Linked DNA regions of Hordeum vulgare: region 1 is linked to region 2. A link is a contact called in public Hi-C data. All regions are on one chromosome and are shown on one strand. Each heading gives the region's core, a stretch centred on a gene start, on an enhancer-like site or on the middle of the called end of the contact. The rest is flanking DNA. Distances are from core to core; before and after follow the strand shown. Region 1 holds the start of LOC123404265 (endoglucanase 5-like). Region 2 has its middle 37 kb from the start of LOC123404717.

The links. A called contact is a pair of places that touch in the nucleus more often than the background predicts.
Region 1: a contact with region 2 is called in a Hi-C map of leaf, with 4 times the contacts expected there. The contact joins the promoter of LOC123404265 here to the enhancer-like site in region 2. A contact is called at or near these places in 3 of 6 Hi-C or Micro-C datasets (leaf and seedling).

Annotation. Positions count from the first base shown.
Region 1 is chr6H:68,267,873-68,274,292 of MorexV3_pseudomolecules_assembly, reverse strand. It overlaps LOC123404265 (endoglucanase 5-like), which reads right to left and starts at 4,513. Exons shown (of 4, transcript XM_045098189.1): 1 at 3,624-4,513; 2 at 3,305-3,508; 3 at 2,689-2,943; 4 at 1-514. The coding sequence starts at 4,049.
Region 2 is chr6H:68,188,329-68,194,238 of MorexV3_pseudomolecules_assembly, reverse strand. No RefSeq gene overlaps it. Among protein-coding and RNA genes, the nearest start is that of LOC123404717, 37 kb to the right of the region's middle. Within about 2 kb of position 1,423, at least 1 of the 3 cell types and tissues checked has open chromatin away from gene starts, as enhancers often do. A contact at or near this core is called in leaf, where this site is marked.

The DNA of each region.
Region 1 (6,420 bases), core at 3,264-5,763, 77 kb before region 2:
CGCTGTACCACGAGTCGAACCCCTGCGTGCACCCGATGAACCCCTTCTCGTCCGTCAGCGACGCCGTCGACGCCGCCCGGTGGTGCACCCGCCGCGGGTACTGCTCCCCGTACCCCACCAGGTAGCTCGTCTCCATCGGGTTGCTGCCCAGGATGTAGTCCGCCTGCGCCTTGGCGAACGCCAGCACCTCCTCCGCCCCCACCACGACGTCCGCCGCCGTCTCGCCGCCCGTGTCCGAGGTGTCGGCGTCCTCGTCCACGGTGCAGCGGAGGGGCTCCCCGAGCGCCGCCAGGTGGTCCGAGTGGACGGTCAGGAGGAAGACGGCGTTGGTCACGTACTGGAGGTTGTTCCATGGACGGATGAAGATGAGCCCCGCCGGGGTGCGCGGCGCGTTGCGGGCGGCGCCGCCGGGGTTCTTGTTCATGTTGGAGCACACGTAGAACTCTCCCTTGGACCGGTACTTCTCCAGCACCGTCCGGTACTCCGAGCTCAGCTCCTTCTCCTCAATCAGCAGCTGATCGATCAATGGCCAAGAGAGAGGATTGTTAATCGCACGGATCAAAACAGAATTATTGCTAACTAAACAGCCGATGATGCACGGCTAGTTTCGGTTTTTAATTGACAGCTGATTTGTAAATATAAGACCTGGCTTTGAACCCTTTGACCTTTTGTAAATAAAACAGTTGACCCTTTCTGAAACATGTGGACCTCTATAGGCTTAGAGGCTGCATGTCGATCAGGACGTTTGTGAGCACCTTCTACAGTAGTAGTCAAACTATGTGCCAAACTTAATTATTAGGGTTGACTTAAGCACAGTGATCGTAATCAACCTGTCCTCCATTTGTCTGGTAATATTTGAGTGCAGAATTTCGACATCAACTGACAGATGCCATGGTCGAATGGCATATATTATCATGGAACTTAATTTCAGCGCAGTACATAATGAATTTTCCAGGTTATAAACCAACCCGAACATCAAAGAAAAATGGGCCGTACGTATGGGCCACACGATCCTTGTGGGCTCAATTACTAGTAGGTGCTCAACCTGTGATCCAACCACTTTGCTTCTCCCACACAGACATGCACTCTACTTAATCCAAAGAAGAAGAAAGAAAACCGTGCAGCTACTGTCGGTTGAATATTTTTTTTGTCTCATGTGCTTCTACTATTTTTTTCCCTCCTCTCACCAACTTGATTAGCCGATATACATTAATTAAACGACGGAAGAAATGACCATTCGACTCCTCCACTCCACTTGGGCAAGTAATTAAGTAAGATGTCCAGCCAGAGTATCCATCAATCATTAGTTGAATCGCTTGCTTCAGACATCACATCCCAAACAGCAGCAACCCATGCCAGGGACAAAAACAGCTTGTGGATGACCAAAGAAAGAGGCATGCGATGAGCCTTCACCCTCACCCTCATGGCAAGAGGAGCTAGCTAGCCGCATGCTGCCTTGCGTTCTAAGCATATGCATGGGAGAAAGAAACAGAAGGTGTGGTCAAAGGAGTTATGATTAGGAAGGCAGTCCAACTCCCAACGAGACCTGAGTGACAGTGCGGCCGTCACCTCGCGGACAATCCAGGTTAGGTTAGGAAACCGGTCTGTTTCCGGAAGGTTTTTTTAATAAATTGGCATGGCATGGCAGACACCAGGAGGAGCACATGTGAAAGGAACGTGTTGGAAATATGGTTGCTCACAGGACAAAGGCGCAGGTGGTGTAGGCCGGGTAGGGTAGATCAAAAGATCTCTCCTAGCTAGTTGCATGTTTGTATTAAGTACTGTATATAAAACAAATTTGGGCATCTCTGATCTCTTTTCACCCGGCCCTCTTGGTGGGCTGAGCATCGTCTGCTCTGCTCTGCTCCCCAACCATGATTAGCTTTTTTGTTGAGAATCATCATCAACCATCTCATATGCTTATATATACTTAACTGGAGTCTGCACATGGGCGCCGGGCCCTCTAACAACAAAATCAACGTCTACGCGAGAACACGCGGTGCAATTCGGTCGAAAGGCTTTTGGGATATGTATATGCATTCTACTAGAAGAAGCGTGGAGAGATGGCCGGTCCGGGCGGAGTTGTTGGGCATGGCGCATCCATCAACCCCAGCGGAAGCACCCCAAGAAAGCATGCTAGGTAGCCATGCTTGCAAGCTAGAGAGAGAGGGTGCGTGGCTAAGCAAAAGCTAGGGTGCACCAAACACGCGGCTTGCTCCTCATGCTAACGATGCAGAAACCGGTGGCACGTCTGTCAGTTACTACAGTAGAGTACGTATATGGGACGAATTAACCGCATTCATACCATGCAGTATTAACCCCTGTTATTTTGTTACGTAGTACTATACGGCTGCTACTGATTACCACAGTAGTAATTTTCTTTAAAAATTGCCAACTAACTATATTTTGGACTGCTAATTTTAATATTTTGGACTGGACTAACTAGTAGAGTAGTAATTGACGTATGGCTTTGACTAATTTACAGCTAGCTGCCGCGATCGGCGGTGGAATGATCCTATTTTTGGCGAGAGGAAATCATTCTTATCATGCATGCAGCGATGAAAAGGTAAGCAAGTTTGACCGGTCCAAAGAAAGGAAAGGTGGATAGGTTGGTGCATGCATGCATGGGTTGCTTGCTTGCGTGCGTGCGTCAGCAATGGAGACTGATCACTGATCGGTAGTACTGACCTTGGAGGCGAGGATCTGTAGGCCGGGGTACTTGATGTCCCAGCTGAACTCGGAGACGCCCCAGCCGGTGCCGCCGAAGTCGTCGGCGTTGGAGACGACGTAGTCGAGGTAGTCGCGGCCGCCGGTGGCGCGGTGCAGCCACAACGCCGCCCACAGCAGCTCGTCCTTGTACCCGCTCGCCGACGGGTAGAAGCTCTTCACCACCCGCACGCTGTCGTCGTACCGGCCCCTGTACTTGTCCGCGAACTCGAACAGCTGCACGTATAAATACATACGTACGTACAAATTCAAATTAATGCATGTACTCCGTATGTATGTAGAAGAGTATATACAATACGTATTGCCGAAGCGTGTGTGTTGTTGTGTGTGTAGGACGGACGGTGAGCTGCTCGCTGTCACGTACCAGACGACCCAGCTGCGGCTAGAGTGGATCGACTGTCGTATTTTAATCGTGAGTTTCGTGTAAAGGGATCGAGCTGACAAAAGCTAGCTTAAAGGGAAATTAAGCTGCTGGTGCTGCTAATCTAGTCTGAATTTTCTGCTAGCTTTATGTTGATTGATTGATTTCGTGCGGCAAGTAGTGTATGTAGTAGTAGTAATACGTGTGACAGCGTACCTGCTGCGCGTGGTGGAGGAGGAGGTGCGCGTAGTGCGCGTCGCCGGCTCGCCGGAACACGATGGACGCGGCGGCCATGGCGGCGGCCGTCTCGGCGGCCACCTCCGAGCCGGGGTGCTCGGCGTCCACCTTGTACGCCCGCCGCGACGTCGTCATGTCCTCCGGCCGCTGCCAGCAGTAGTGGTCCGAGTCGCCGTCGCCGACCTGCGCCACACGTCGATCGATCGGGTCAGAAAAGATACAGTGTGTGTACGTACGTGTTTACACACTACATTCTGCGCGCGCGCGCGGCCGGTCATGGCGATGAGTGCTGACTGACCTGGGTCCAGAGCTCGTTGGGGGCGGTGTGGGCCTTGATGAAGTAGTCGGTGCCCCACTTGATGGACTGGAGCGCGTGGGCGCCCTCGCCGGCGGCGGCGATCTGGTCGCCGTACTCGAGGACGGCCCAGGAGAGCATGGTGACGGTGAAGGCCATGGGGAGGCCGAACTTGACGTGGTCGCCGGCGTCGTAGTACCCTCCCACCAGGTCCACCCCCTGCTCCAGCCCGTCGGTGAGCCCCGAGTGGCCGCGCCACCGCACCCGCTGGTTGTACGGCAGCCGCCCCGAGCGCTGCGACTCGAAGTAGAGCAGGCTCTTGGACAGCGCGTCCCCGTAGTCGTGCCGCGCCGCCGACGCCGACGCCATCACCAGCGACACCGCCACCACGGCCGCCGCCAGCGCGAACCTGCCCGTGACATCGCTCATCTCACCGACCGCCCGCCCGGCCCGCGCGCGCGCCGGCCAAGAAAGAAACTGCGAATAACCAAGCGTCGACGGCGCGATCGATCGACCCCCGGCCCGCCGTAGACGAAAATGGCCACCGGTGGCCGGACTCGCCCGCGGTCGCCGGAATAAAGGGTTTCCAAGAAGGGGAAGTGGACCGGCGCCTCCTCGGAAAAGTGAACCTCGTCGCTCGGTGGTAGCTTAAGCTGGAAATGGAAACTGATATAGATAACCGACGAGGGAGTAATTGACTTCCAGCTTTAGCGGCGGACCTCTTCCTCTTCCTCTTCCTCTTCCTCGACAATATCTCCTTCGCTGTACATGGCCGATGCTGGTGCGATTATATATGGGCGGGGCGGGGAAGCAGATATACAAACAAAGTGGTAGGAATGGATGGCGATGTTGGGTTGGTGGGCTGTGTTGAAACAAAGGAAAGGAAAGGAGGAAGAAGCTTTGGGTTTGGGGCTTGGCAATGGCATGCATGGCGGTGGCGGTGGAGGTGCGGTGGCTTGGCAGGGGGAGGACAGCGACGTCCCGGGACAAGTCAGTACCAGCTACTCCTAGTCCTAGTACTGCTCTGCTGCTGCAGTTGAGGATTTCATTTTTATTTGGGTACTGCCTTCAAGCTCATGCAGGCCGCAGGAGCCAGTCCGTTTCGTTTCCTACGTTATTTTTTTTTTTGGTTGTTCAGCTTGGTCCACGCGGCCCCACGCAGCGGCTGCTGAGGTTGGTCGGTCCTGCCCTGCCCCGCCCAGCCCCGGCGGTCGTCGTGGCCAATCGGGGAACGGTTCCCGCGTTTGCTCTGACGTACGATCGCACCGGTCTACGGTCCGGATTTAGTATGGTCCTGCCCGCCGGAGCCAATGCAAAGGCATCGTGGAGCTAGAAATATGAGAATGTACAAGTAATATAAGAGTAACTACAGTGCTAACTCACAAAGAAATATGAAATCGTTTCTTAGTGATCGAAACACTTTTATATTTCTTCACGAAGAAAGTATATATATACATACATTTAAGACAGGTGCATGTAATGGTGCTGGATGTGGATAATTTCGGTGCATATATTTGACCTATTGGAGTTGTCCTTATGTCGTCATCAGAAATTATTTATTTCCCAATACGACGAGTAAGAATTTGTTTACAGGTTCGAACGCCGCACGAGTTCACGACATGATCAAGAAATTTTGGACCACTTCTAAGTGAACAACCGGATGATCATGTAATAAAAGATAGACAAACTTAATCTTTTATAACCTGCTAAACTAAGTATATGGTGGAGGTTTCCAATTTTAGCGAAATGTAACTACAATTATTAGCATTAATTAAGTTCCACAACTGTGTGTAGCCATGATGGCCTTCCTAGGAAAATAGTTCAATACAGCTGATAAAGAATTTTTTTCTTGCAAATAACTGATAAGCATGGCTATTATTATTTCATAACAAAAATGAGTATCATTGTTTGTTGTTAGGTCGATAAGTTGTTGATTTTTTGTTGTCTCCGGTTTCTATAAAGATTGGCACGCATCACAAGGACGATACAACTATGTTTAACGACATGCATTACAAAATCCAAACTGACTGATAGCCGGGCCGGTGTAAGAAATGCAAAGAAATCAATCTTTTTCTCCATTTCCTGAAGAATTTTTGTGATCTCATCTGTCCACGCCTGCTAAAACAACATTTGTGGTAGTGCGGATGTGCAAATTTAGCAAAATGCAACGAAAATTGTTGGCCTCAAACTGAATTTCACGCAACCTACGAATAGATCATGGTCTACATATGGTGCAGATAGATTATGGTCTTGCCGTGCGTAGCTCGATTCCTTGAAGCCAATGCAAAGGCACAGTAGAGCAAGTGATATGAGACTACATAGAAGTAGTATAATTACAATGCTAACTACATATATTCCACCTATTGGAGATGCCCTTATGTCATCATCAAAATATTTTTCTTTTATAAATACAATGAATAATAATCCCTCTGTTTAAAAATACTCGTGGCGGTTTTAGTTCAAATTTAAGTTGAAATGCCGCATGCCCCACGCCACGGCTACTGAGGTTGGTCGGTCCTGCCCATCCCCGGCGGTCCTCGTGGCCAAACGGGGAACGCTTCCCGCGTTTCCTCTGACGTACGATCGCACCGGTCTACGGCCCAGGTTTATTATGATTCTGCCATGCGTAGCTCGACTGCCCCTGAGCCAATGCAAAGGCATAACGCAGCAAGAAATATGAGAATGTAGAAGTAACATAGGAGTAACTACAATGCTAACTTTTCCTCAAAAAAAAAATACAATGCTAACTACTCCCTCTATGAACAACTGGAGTGCACGACAAGATAAAAAAAATTGAACA
Region 2 (5,910 bases), core at 174-2,673:
TAACGCTCCCTCTTGGAGTTACGATCTACTACTTGGCTAAAGCAATAAAAAGCAACGGAGAACATGCAAAAATCACTAAGGAACATAATATAAAAGGATAATCAAATATATAACTCATAACAATCTGAACATAATCTCAAAATCCATTTGATCCCAACAAACCGAGCATAGCAATAGCAAGAGAATTACATAGATGCCTTGATCATGTAGGGCAGCTCACAAGGAATAACCATTGAAGCACAATATTGGAGAGAAGACATCACATATCTGCTGGTCATGGACTCATGGTCCAAGGTAAACTATTCACGGCACGTCCGAGAAGCGTCCATGGCGGTGGAGAAGCTCCCGGAGGTCAATCCTCCCTCCGGCAGGGTGCCGGGAAAAGGTCTCCTAACGCTCCCGATCTTGGAAACACTACGGCGGCGGAATGATGGAGAAATTCGCGATTCTAGATGTGATCCCGGAGGTCACCCACTCCGTTACCTGTCCCGGCGTGGCTACAGTGGAAGCGGTCGTACCGCTGACCACAGCCGGATTTCACAAGACAACAGCCACAATGTGGCCCGTGCCGTGCGTGAAGGACACGCACCAATCCCAGCGGCCAGCCAGTGGGCCTAGCATCCGATGGGACCCTGCAGCCGACGGGCCCCGCAGGCGACAATACTTCTCAGACGGGGGCCATTGGCCAGCCGAGTCCCCCCTAAGTACCATATATCCATATTGTAAGCCGGGGGGTTCACCTATAAAACCCCCTGGCCCTCCTCCATGCAGAGGGTCCGCCATTCTTACGCACGAACACACATACAGGAGAGGTAGAACACGAGCCGGCTAGCTCCTTCTTCCTCCTCCGTCGAACAACTCAAGGAGCATTGTAGTTCTCTTGGTTCTTCAATCACTCCGGCAGGATTAGGGGTGTTACCTTCCACGGAGGGCCCCGAACCTAGATACATCGTGTGTCTCGCACCGCTAGTTACCAGCCCAACCACTCTCGATATGCCACCCTATGGCATCTGTCGTGAGAAAACGACAACAAGCTTAGTATGTCAAAGGTGTTCATAGAAATAGTGATGCACATGCGCGTATTTATATGCTAAATGTATATGCGTGTTTTTAGCATTTGCTGTTAATAAAGAAAAAGACTGGCCTGTCAAAACAACTCTCTAGAGCTGCGAATATTCTAGGCTTTGTAGCATAATTTTGTCGCATATCTTTGTGGTGTTAGAATCGAGAGACCAAATTCAGACTTTGGCAATAATCGAGAGGCTAAGAATATAACTGCCCCCAACTTTTGTAAAGAACAGTGACATGAGAATCATTCCTTCTCCACGACTATTTAGTGCGCGATGATTGGTCGTCTTGTCTGAACTCTGAACCGCATGACACAGATGGAGGGGGCCGGGCAAGGCATAATGCATTGCTTTACGCCACTTGAGCTAGTAATGCCTGTTCAAACTCTAGCGCTCCTTTGTAGTACGTCTGGCTGCGTGGAGGAGACGAATGTGATTCCAACTTCTTCATGATGCACCCACGCTATGCCGTTGATATGGAGCTCCATGCCGTCGATCACATATATATTCACGGAGAGTGAGACGCCGGAGCCATATTACACGGAGAGAGATCAACAACCCTTGGATCAATCGTGCGCGGTGCCCACAGTATCTGTCTAGCTTGAGCAGCACAGCCCGCCGTTAGGGGACATGCATCCCCATCAATATTCTTCCATCGTACTGTACGTGCTGGCTACCTATAATTAAGGTAGCTAGTTTCCTCGGAGTAGCTAGCTGGTCAGTGCCTTGCACTTGCACACACCCACACCCGCGTCATCCGGTCGTCACACGGGACGCCCCCGCGTCAGCGATCAGAGTTAGTTAACGAACTCGACTGGTCAATTCAGGTCCCCCATCCGTCTACAGCGAAACGTCAAAAGATTTGGCACATACCACATACACACACCCATATATACTACGTGTGCAAGCATTCAAACTGTCTAGAGTTTCAACGCCGAACACTTGAATTGACAAAGCAAGCAAGCATGCAGGCAGGAAGGCAGGCAGGCAGACATCACCAGGTCAATATCCTTGTTGCAATTATTATCGCCTAACAGAACAGCCGGACTGACATGATCGATCGGAGTCTCCAAGCAAAGCGTCTGATTGATTGAATTGGCTTGAATTCCATGGATAGAATTAGAAAGCAGGAGCACTAGTAGTATCTCTGTTTGGGACTTTGTACGTAGTACTACGTAGGTGGGACGGGAGAAGTTTCTTGTATGGAAGCGTATGGTCGTTGATCCGTCACACTGTCCCAGAAAGAAGAGAAAAAGGAAACTATATGTATGTATGGTCACACGGAGAGACAGGTGAGTGCGTGCATATTCAAACCCCAAAGTTTTGGGTTGTTGTGGGAAAAGGGAGGACACAAAGGTTGAACACGCATCGCCCTTTCTTTTTGTGCTACTTCTTAATCAGTTAGTTAGTTTACTCCACTTTAGTTTACCAGGGTGGTGGATGATTGTGTTGTGTGCATGATTAATTGCATCGTCTTCCTTCTTCCAACTTGACTTTTGTTGCGATTAACAAAGGAATTAAAAGGGGGGGATTGAAAGGGTTGATTTAGCTAGCTGCCGGAAAATGCCTAACTACCTTGATTTTCCGGACCAACCGGTCGGCATCTGCATCTGCTGATAGGAGCACAAATGTATACTACAACACCATATATACCATTGCGTTTCTAACGCAACAACTGGTGAACTTTGCTGGGATATTTTATGTCGACAGTTTAATAATTAGAGAAAAGGTTTCGTCAACAGCAACGGAACTTTTGTTTGAGGGTAATGTAACTTATAAAGGCTGCAAATCAACATGTCTGCAATCTGTGTTAGGTAATGTAATCGTATCGAATCACATGTTTGTATATACGTTAATTAAACAACGACTTGATTTATTTTGTTCTTCCGCGTTAAGTGGTTTTCCTTTCAGCCGGCCAGCCAAAGTTCCTTGAGAGCTCAAGAGATGACAACGCTAGTAGTCTTTTTCTCGTCAGCAACGTGCGTGCTACCCCTAACAACCCTAGCTGCTGGATGAGTATCTTCGCTTAGCTTGGAAGATGCGCCGCTGCATCCTACCAAAATGTATCCAAACAGATTCTGAAGGCGATGCTCAGGGGCAAGCAATTTTCTTATATCAGAAAATCTATCTCTCTTTTTTCCCCTTTCTTGTACTCCTTATATTTCTTTACAAAGGGAGTATCTCTTTTTGCATAACAATGTTAATCATGCATTTGAAATTTGTTAAACGTGTAAAGAAAAATATTTCTGATGTATAGAAAAATGTATATTCTGTATAGATATCAAAACATATTTTTGAAAATAATAGTAATGATGTATTTTTTTGAAAAGTGTATAAAAATTACTCCCTCCGATCCAAATTAATTTGGATCGAAGGGAGTAGCATAGTATATAAAATGTTAATATCATTCAAAAAAATGTTTCAACGTATATCTGAAAATTGTTTAACTATATTCATTTTTTTCTTTCAAAATAATGTGTTTGAAAAAAAATGTTAATCATCTATTTGTAAAATATCTAATGAGCATAAAAAAATGTTTCATATGAATAGGAGAAATGTACGATGAGTATGAAAAAAATTGTTAATGTTGTTAATCATGTATTTGGAAAATGTTTAACATGCATAAACAATGTTCCAGGTGTATACGAAAAATGTAAATCGATATGAACAAGTAGACATCAAAGCATAGATTTTATAATATGTTAATAGTGTATTTGAAAAATATTAAACATGGTTAAATAATGTTTACTATGTCCAGAAAATATGTACATTGTGTATGAAAAAAAGCAGACATCAAAGAGTAAAACCTATAAAAATCTAGAAAGAAGAAAACAAGAAAAAAAGAAACATAAGGAAATGAGTAGAGAGTCATAAAAATGAAGAAAATCAAAGAAGAGGAAAAAAAAAAGCAAACCGGTTGAGAAACATATAAAAATAGAGAATCCCAGTAAAAAACAAAAGAAAAAAGGAAATATAAATAAACCGAAGGAAACCAATAGAGAAACATAAAACCATTCAAAACCAAACAAACCATTAAGAAAGATAGGAAAAATAATGAAAACCGAAGAAAACCATGCAGAAAACACACATAAAAGAAAGAAAAAAATCAGCAAAAGTGTAAATAAAACATAGAAATAAATAATTAATAAAACCAATAAAAAAGGGGACTAGTGCAACCAATAGAAAGAAAGAAGAAGGAGAAATTCACGTAAACTCTGCAGTGAGCAATTGAAACCCGAACGAAGAAAATCCGAGAGAGCAGCAAATGAAAAAAAAACAAGGAAACTGATCAGCCCGGTAACTATGCCAGGAGGAAAACCGGGAGCTACTATGTGACGTTCTCTGCGTCAAATAGATGAAGGTTTCGCCCAGGGGACGGCTAACTCGGACAGCCCATTCTATTTGGAAAGGAAAAGTCCATTTTGAACCCTGAATTTGTACAGGTTCAACGAAATGAACCTTTAACTCAAAATCCCAGTCGATTACACCCCGAACTATGTAATCCCGGTTTAAAAAGAACCGTGTGTTCGTTTGGCAAACAAGGATTGTTCATTTGACTGGGATTGGGATGCGCCGCCAGAGACACGCGTGAAAAAGACTGGGCCAGCCCAGTCAAACCCATCTCGCTCTCGGACTTCACAATATTTACGAAAATAAAAAAAGTGAAAAAAATAGTTCACGGATTTAGAAAAAGTTCAACAATTTTGAAAACAAGTAAATCGATTTTCAAAATTAAAATTCAGGGATTTTCAAAGAAATTGTGAAGTCCACAGGTTATTTTATACGTAGGAAGCACCTCAAAATGGTTTTTAACATATGATTAACATTCCTTTTTAGAATACATGTATTTAAAAAAATATCATATACATTTTTTTAAACGTTTCCAACATTTTTTCGAAATATGTGAACATTTTCCAAATGCAAAAATTTTAAAATTACACACATGTATATTTTTATAATATTTAAATTTATTTTGAAATGTCATGTACTATTTTTATAATATTTAAATATATTTTGAAATGCCACGTACTATTTTCAAAATATTTAAATATATTTTAAAATACCACGTACTTTTTTTTTTATATTTAAATATATTTTGAAATGCCACGGTGGTACGAAGTTTCGAACCAGAGAAACTCAAGTAGTCCACCATCAGAAGTAACCACCAGGAGTACACCTTCGTTGTTTTCAGTACATACCTTTTTTGTTCTTTTCACTCTTCTTTCTTTTTCCTTTTTCTTTCTTGCCATAGTATGGCTCCTCCAGTCACAGTCAGGAGCTCTATCTTTGTGTTCTCTATTCCACACTTTTGCTCCTTCGGGTCTATTCAGGTGAAGAATGCACAACAGAGGCCAACCAAGGAATCGCCATCATCTGCATGTCTGTTCAGATAGATGATAGGCAATACCAGATGTTTAAGGGATCGTCGTCGACTGTGATACCCATTAAGATGAAGCATTTGCAACCCCAGCCACCAAAAAAACCATTGTCGGAAGGTAAGGATGCTGCGCCGGCGGTTCCTTTGCCAGCAAAGATCGAGGCTCCAGCTCAAGCCAAGGAAGCTTCAGAGGTGGTCACCAGCTCAAGTCCGATCCATTCAGAGGTGATTTTTTTAATGGTTGAATTATTTTAATATAAACACCGATGGTCATATTAGTATGAAATAGCAAACAAAAAAATAATATCGTGAACCAGATTTTCAAAAGAAAAAGGTTCACGTATTTAAAAAAAGGTTCACGGTTTCAAAAAAGTCCAATAGTCTTATAAAAAGTGTACGATTTTGAAAACAAATCATGGATTCAAAAAAGTCCATGAGTTTTCTAAAAGAGTTTACGTATGTTTT